Linked DNA regions of Oryctolagus cuniculus: region 1 is linked to region 2. The links are chromatin contacts, called in public Micro-C maps. All regions are on one chromosome and are shown on one strand. The core of a region is the stretch at or near the end of the contact, and the rest is flanking DNA. Distances in the headings are between cores, read along the strand shown.

Region 1 (3,778 bases), core at 607-3,106, 220 kb after region 2:
ACCAAGATAAACTGGAGGTGAACTTGCTTCTCCCTCACCTGCCACTCTTCTCCTTCAAGGCCCTTTTTGATGTTTTGGGTTTTTTTCCTTTCCAGGTTATCTTTCATGTGCATTTAACCTTGTTAAGGGCAGGCAGGAAGGCTGGACATGGAAACAAATTTGTCTGCAACAATAAAGCATCCTAAATGCAGCTCCAATTGTCTTTCCTCCGGGTCTTTGCACCTTAAGAGTAAATCTAGGCCTCAGTGAGGTGAAAAAATGCAGTTGAATTTCTGATGGTAGGAATGAGTTAAGAACTCAGAAGGAAACAGAAGCAAAATGTACTTCAGTCTTACCAGGCTATGATCCACCTTTTATACTCGGTAACACTAACCCTATTTGAGAATGTAGAATCACAAATCGGTAACACGAGGGGCCCATGTTGCGGTGCAGCAGGTCAGCATCCCATATTCGAGTGTTAGTTTGAGTCCTGGCTGCTCTGCTTCTTATCTAGTTCCCTGCTAATGTGCCTGGACGACAGCTGAAAATGGCTCAAGTACTTGGTCCCTTGCCACCATGTGGGAGACCAGGATGGAGCTCCTGGCTCCTGGCTTCAGACTGGCCCACACCTGACTGTTGTGGCCATCTGGGGAGCACACCAGCAGGTGGAAAATCTCTCTCTCTCTCTCTCTCTCTCTCTCTGGCTCTGCCTTTCAAATAAATACAAGAATCTTAAAAAAAAACTCAATTAGAGGGACTCAATGCTCTCTCTGGTACCCTATGTGCACGTCCTGTCGCTGTCTCTCTCCTTCCCTTCCTCTGTTTCTGTGTCTCCCCAGGCAGAGGCACCATGGCATGTTGGAAGGAGTGAGGGCCCTGCTACTCACCAAGAGACTGGGGGTATTGAGAGTCAAGAGCTGCCTTCCTGACGTGGGCATCTGGTGCCCAGCTCAAGGGCCTGTGGGCGTTAGTGGGAGCAATGCACTTGCTTCCTCCTTCAGTGCCAGCCTCTGTGGCCATAGCCCAAGAGAACCTATTTCTGTTTGAGCACTAAGTCAGTAGGGGTTGAAGTGGGGCTCTTGGAGCCAGAACAAACCAAACAAAGAATCATCTGCCACATCGAATTCATTGTCACGCTCAGTGAAACAAGCAGCGGTTTTTAGCCAAATTATGGGATGACAGAAAAGTCAAGAAGAAACGAGCTGGGACAAGCCTTAATGAGGCCGGGCATGAAAGGATCCATTTGTCCACCTGCCATGGGCACAGTGCGTTTTCCCCATGGTCAGCTTTCTCCAGAGATGGCCACTCAGCTCAGAATGCTCCTGATAAACGCAGGCCAGTCTTAGCGGGAGAAAGCAGATGGATGGTTCTAGAGAAAAATTTCAACCCATGTCCTGCCGGCCAAAGCCCACCCTTACAATTGCTTCTACTGCCACCTGGTGGACAGAAGGATCGCTGCTTTGTGCCAAAGCAAAGCGAGGGAAAGTGTGTGTTTGTTGTGTGTGTGTGTGTGTGTGTGTGTGAGAGAGAGAGAGAGAGAGAGAGAGAGAGAGAGAGAGAGAGAGAGAGAGACACCAGGGAATTAAATAATTCCTGAGGAATGAGGATAGCATGCAGAACCAACCGCCAGATGCCTGCATATGTAATTGTGGTTAGGTGACTCATTGAGACACAAGCAAGAAAAACAACAAACAAGAACATGAAAATAAATCATTAGCACTGAAGCAAGTGATTTATTATTGATTTAAAATAGTGTCGTTTGATGATGAATAAGATAACAACAAACAACCCACTCCCTCCCTGGCCCTGGACGACTTCATAAAAAAGGCTACAGCACCTGCCCACTGGGTAGAGGCCCCACCTACAGTCATAACATAAAAGAAAACTCGATTTTGTGCCACGGAGACACTATCTCCCAGTCTGAGTTGGGGCTCTGCTGCCTCTGGAGTCGGCAGTGAGCTCCTAGTGGATTTTTTAGCCTGGGTGAGGAAGAATCGTTTTCCTAAGGAAGTGGTACAAAGACTGCTTGGCTCCTAAAATTCCTTGTAGATGAAAATAAGATTATCCTAATAAATATGGCTACAATTCATCACTACTTCGTCAAACATTGAGCCGAGGAGGAGGCTACATTGCAAAATTCCTACAGAAATAGGAACTAGATATTGTTCCCTCTCCTTCCTTTGGTTTCTGTTTGCTACTGCTTGGTTGAAGCCTCTTCATGCAACTTTATCAGCAAATTCAGCGGCTTCCTGTGGGGTGTCATGTGCCCGGCACAGTCACACTGAGTTTTGTTTAGAACGACTTGTTCCAAGGGTGATTTTCAGGAATGCCCTTGTGCGATGATTTCTTCAGATGTGCAAGAATGAACCTAGTAAGTGTAAGTTATGCAGAACGGGTTGGGAGAGTTTAGGCTCTTCTGATTTTTTTTTTTTTAGAAAGTGAAAGGAACCTGGGATAAGGATTGAGTCACAGAATGGGAATGGGAAGAGGTGGGTAGGAAGGCTGGAGAGGAGAGAAGCCCCTCAAAGACACACGTTTTTATCATTTTCTTTTAGGGTTTTCACCCTGATATTTAAGCCAGACTTAGAGTGTACATTTCCTTATGTGTGCCGGCTTGAATGCAAAATTCTGTCAGGAAGAATGAAGTCAAAATACACTGCTCCTGGGACAGCAATACTGTAACATGGAAATACCCACCTTTTCGGGTGCGTGGTACTCCTTATGTTTAATATTTTCTTCACCATGACCCTGGTTCAGAGGAAATACTTAGATGCTGTGTTGGTAAGTAACTAAGCCCAAACAGCCTAACCAACCTATATTTGCATGGTTTCTGGCATTTGTTGCTGTGTTTTCTTCAAAAGTTAAAAGTGCCCCCGCCCCCCCCCCCCCCCGCATTGGTGTGGCACTCCCAGGGTGCCTTGGGACAGAGTTTGGGAACCACAGCTATAGCAGCTTTGGGAATCTCCACAAAGCCCAAAGATCTCCTTTCACGCCTCACTCTTTGTGTCCACCATTTAGGAACATGGCGGGGACTCTGGGAGCATCCTGGCAGGCTACAGGTGGCTCAGGACGGGCACCCAGCTTCTCCACCCTGGCCAGCACAGAGCCTTCCCTAGACCACAGCCAGGGAAGAGGTGCTCACTCTCGGAAGGTCGGACCTCTTTGAAGGTGGCTTGCGTTTTTGATGGGCACCCCTGAATTTGGGACACTCCCCAATTCACTCCAGTCCTACAGTAATAAGATGATGCGAGACACGAAGTGTCAGAGAGTGACCTTGCAGTCTGCTTGTGTGTACACAAAGGCTCAGCATGGGAGCCACAGGGAGAACGGTTCTTGGTTCGCAAGGAGGAGGTTCGTGACAGAATCGCCTGAGAGACTCTGCTCTCCATCTCCAGGCCAGGCTCAGGCCTGTGTGCTGAAAATTCCTCGTGCATGATTCTTTTGAGAACTTCTGCTCCTGAGAGAAGCAGCTGAGTTTGAACATGAGTGTGGGGACAGTTGTCACCCTCTTAAAGTCATTTGCTGAGCTGCTGTGAGCCCACCTGAGTGCCTGCTGTTTGGGACCACTGGAGCTGACCCTACCGTGTCACGTTCTGTTCAGCATCCTCAGGCCTACAGAGAACTCCTCCCTGCCTCTTGACGCCTTTCCTGGGGCAGTAGCAACGTCATGGCCAGGCTGCTTTATCCGAAGCACATTGCTAATGAAAGGCTGTTCACTGTGTGCCGGAGACCTGCTACAGGACCAACAAAGCCGCGGCAGCTTTCTGGTGCACTTGGGGACTCAGATCACCCCCTTTTC
Region 2 (4,219 bases), core at 926-3,425:
AGAGGGAGACAGAGGGAGGGAGACAGAGAAAAAGAGAGAGAGAGAGGTCTTCCATTAGCTTGTTCACTCCTCAGATGGCTGCAACAGCCGAAGCTGGGCCAATCTGAAGCTAGGAGCCAGGAGCTTCTTCTGGGTCTCCCTCGCAGGTGCAGGGGCCCAAGGACTTGGGCCATCTTCTACTGCTTTCCCAGACCATAGCAGAGAGCTGGATCGGAAGAGGAGCAGCTGGGACTCAAACCAGCACCCACATGGGATGCCGGCACTGCAGGCAGCAGTTTTACCTGCTATGCCACAGTGTCAGCCCTCCCAAGCAGTGTCTTAACCACTGTGCAAAATGCATACTCCTAAACTTATATGTTAATTCCATTTGCAATGAACTTTTTGTGCCCCCGTGTGTGTGTGTGTGTGTGTGTGTGTGTGTAGTTTGCTTTTGTATCTTAGCTATATAGAGACATCCAGTTGGCTCACTTGAAAACCTAGGAGGAAATAAAGCTTAGAGAGTCCAGAATCCCCTATGGCTCACAATGAGATAGAATAGTGCTACGTGGAATGAGCTTCCTTTATTACCACTCTAGAGGCTGGGGCTGCTGCTTGCCATATGAGTCACACACAGTCATGCTTTGTATTGCACTGCTTTTTAATTTATTAGGGGCGTGAGCACTATTTTGGATGTTTGTGGGCCATGATAGCACATTTCAGCTATTTGAAGGGCTCTCGGGTGGTAAACTTTGTAGGGTTTCAGAAAAAGAATTTGGAATTGTAGATAAAAGCTATAAAAACTACAGAAAACTGGCTTTGGTGCAGGCACACCTTGAAAAGCTGTGGGATTATTGGTTATAATGATGCTATCGCACACCTACTATGTGCCCTGGGGAACCATAAGATTCCTGTGACTCACTGTATTGCGATACTTGCTTTTTGCAGAGGTCTTGCACCCTGGGAGACAGCAGGTGATGGCTCAAGCAGTTGGGTCCCTGCTACCCACGTGGGAGACCCAGATTGGGGGGGGGGGCTCCTGTCTTCAACCTTCCCAGCCCCAGCTACGGTGTGCATCTGGGTGTGAATCAATGGATGGAAGATAGAGCTGTCTGTCTCTGTCTCTGTGCCTTTCAAATACAATGAACAGGTAAAAATATGCTTCTAAAAGCTCCTCCTCTGTGCCGGGAGCGTTTGCACAGCGGGGCGCAGCCAGGAGCCCTGTGCCTTGTGTGATGCGTGCCATGCCCTGGTGTGCTGGTCACATCCCCCGGCCCCTGAATGCAAGAGACAATGATGCCCTCGGGGAGGAGGCAGCGGCCACAGGAAGTGGGAAGCCCTAGACCCGGCTCTGGGCTGTTCTGAGGGTGAGAAGTCTACTTCCATTGTGTCAAGTCAGTAAAACCGTGGGGTTGGTCGGTTTATGGTGTCCTTGTCCGTGATCTGTTAAAAAAAAATTGGAATGTGACTTTCCCCTGAGATTCTGCATTGCCTGCTTGCTTACTCCCGCCTGTATCTCAGCGATGCCTCAAACCCTGCACGTGCAAGCCCTAAATCCTGGTCCCGCCGCAGAGGCCGAGGGCTGCTACCCGCCCCATCGTCGGCAGGCGGCGCTGCAGCCCCAGGGATTGCCCCGAGAGTCCCAGCGCGGGGAAACAAGGACGCTGTTGGTTCATGTTTGTTTTTCAGGCGGAGAGAGAAAGCTGTGAGGAAAAATAAACAGTTTATCGGGCATTTCGACAAAGACACTTGAGGGGAAAGACAAGCTGTCGTTTCAAGGACAGGAAGAAAAAAAATCCCTGCATCTGTTCAAGCGTCAGACTCGTGAGAGCGCCTTGGGAGAAAAAAAACAAAAAACAAAAAACCAAAAAAGCAAAAAAAAAAAAAAAAAAAACCCATGCAATAGGAAGGGAAGAAAGGCATGGGAGATAAAAGGAGATTAAGAAAACGGGGAACAATTGAAATCATCTGCAGGCGCACAGCCTTGGGGGCGGGGTGTGGAGAGGCGGCGATCGGAAAACTGGAAACATCTGAAATCTAATTGCGCTCCTTGGAGGATTCAGATGCAGCGCCTGGGAGCCGCAGCTCCTGCCGAATTAGCGGCAGCTGCCCGGCCCGCAGCGCGCGCTGGTGGTGTAACTCAGTTCAGGAGTTTGCCGGAGCCTTGGATCCGACTCGCTTCCTTGCTGCCCCCAGGTCCGCCCGAGGAGGACGGGACGGCAGGGTCGGGAGTTCGGTTGTAGTGGAGGGGCCGGGCTGAGAGGAGCCCCGTTGGAGAACAGCCGCCGTCACGGTGAAGTGGCTGGCTCCTGGAAGTGCCGTCGGGCGAACCTGTTCCTGGGATTCGTGTGTTGCTCCCCGCCTGGGCTGTAATTCCGGCACTTTTCATAACCATGCTTTTCTTAAGAATTTCTTCTCATTTGCCTTTTTTTTTTTAAATTTAAATAATTACTTTATTTATTTGAAAGACAGAGTTACAGAGAGAGGAGAGAGAGAGAGAGGTCTTCCATCTGCTTGTTCACTCCCCAAATGGCTGCAATGGCCAGAACTGGGCTGATCTGAAGTCAGGAGCCAGGAGCTTCTTCCAGGTCTCCCAAGCAGGTGCAGGGGCCCAAGGACTTGGCCATCTTCCACTGCTTTCCCAGGCCACAGCAGAAAGCTGGATCGGAAAAGGAACAGCCGGGACTCGAACTGGCACCCATATGGGATGCTGGTGCTGCAGGCTGGGGCTTTAACCCACTGTGCCATAGCACCAGCCCCTTGCTTTTGTGTATTAAGTCAAATGATAGCTTAGGTTTTTGTTATGATCCGATTTTTAAAAAATTGCTATCCTCCCCTATTTATTTGAAAGGCAAAGAGACAGACACATTGAGAGAGACAGACACTGATGTCTCATCCACTGTTCACTCCTCAAATACCTACAGTAGCCAGGCTTGGGCCAGGCGGAAGCCAGGAGCCCAGAACTCATGCCAGGGCTTCCCAAGTGGGTGGTGGGGACCCAATTACTTGAGCCATCGTTTGCTGCCTCCCAGGGTGCACACCAGCAGGAAACTAGACTTGGAAAGCTGCCGTGGGACTTGAACCCGACTTGGGATGTGGGTGTCCCAGGCGGCATCTTAGGGGCTGTGCCAGACGCCTGCCCTGTGGTGAGGTTCCCAGTGCAACATCATTTCACTTAGTGAGTTCTTTCCTGGAGGGAGGCTTAATCAGAAGACACTGAAGGGACGTAAAACAATCCAGAAAACATGAAAGGGGGAGGGCTTGTTTAGATGGGCTGTTAGGACTCAGCCGCGCTGTATGCAGTAATTGAGTTAAATCAATGCAATAGAAATGCTATTACATAAGTAGTTCTTGAGCACGCGTCTACATCACAGGACGGCTTCTCAAAAACACAGATAGTGGGGCCCCCTCCCAGAGTGTCTGATTCGACAGGCCTAGACGTGCATTTCTAGCAAATTCCGGCTCCTGGTGATCTGGCGTGGTCTGGCGGTGGCTTCGGGGCTCGCCCTCCTACAGTTATGTGTGCTCAGAATAGATGCTTATCGAATGGAGGAGGGAGAGGAAGACAGAGTACGCAGATCCCATTTGGAAGCCTGGTGCGTGCCTGGCCCCATTCTGGGTTCTTTATTCTTAACTCTCCCCCATCTCTATGACCACACAAAGTAGGATTTACACTCCCCACTCAACATATGCGGCAACGTTCTGAAGCTAAACAGCCAGCAAGTGGCTGAGCTGGAATTCGGATTGCAAGATAACTGCCACAGAACATTCATTGCAGTTGGATTTATTGAATTCTGAAGATTTCAGTTCCAACTCTTTGTTGAATGACCTCGAGCAAAACCCTTAATTTCTGGACCTGTTCCCTTTTTTTGCAGTAGGTAAGTAGCTGGTTTAAAAATGAAGGCAAATGAAGTATGTGAGAGTGCCTAGGATAGTGTCTGGTGTGTGTTATGTGCCTGTTCCAACTGAACTTTCTTTTCTTTGGAAATGCAAGCCAAGTACTGAATTCAAGCTCATCTCAGAAATGAATGAATGGGGGTGGGGAAGCTATTGTAATCCATAAGCTGTACTTTGGAAATTTATGTTCATTAAATAAAATAAAATATATTAAAAAAAGAGAAATGAATGAGAAAGCTGTGAGTAGGAAAGAGGCTTCAAACTGTGGCTTGTTCCAGGGAGTTTGAACACCTTAGTGGGGAGAAGGCAGCCTTCTGTTTGTCAGTCAACAAGACCAGCCTGAATG

The links. Hi-C and Micro-C count contacts between places; a contact is called where the count stands out from the background.
Region 1: a Micro-C map of ear pinna shows a contact between it and region 2, with 11 times the contacts expected there. The contact joins two enhancer-like sites. A contact is called at or near these places in 3 of 6 Hi-C or Micro-C datasets (ear pinna, psoas muscle and an unstated tissue).

Annotation. Positions count from the first base shown.
Region 1 is chr4:160,145,560-160,149,337 of mOryCun1.1, forward strand. The region is part of intron 2 of THRB (thyroid hormone receptor beta); the gene reads right to left. Among named protein-coding and RNA genes, the nearest start is that of NR1D2, 270 kb to the left of the region's middle. Within about 2 kb of position 1,857, at least 2 of the 8 cell types and tissues checked have an H3K27ac peak or open chromatin away from gene starts, as enhancers often do. A contact at or near this core is called in ear pinna, where this site is marked.
Region 2 is chr4:159,920,801-159,925,019 of mOryCun1.1, forward strand. No RefSeq gene overlaps it. Among named protein-coding and RNA genes, the nearest start is that of NR1D2, 47 kb to the left of the region's middle. Within about 2 kb of position 2,176, at least 1 of the 8 cell types and tissues checked has an H3K27ac peak or open chromatin away from gene starts, as enhancers often do. A contact at or near this core is called in ear pinna, where this site is marked.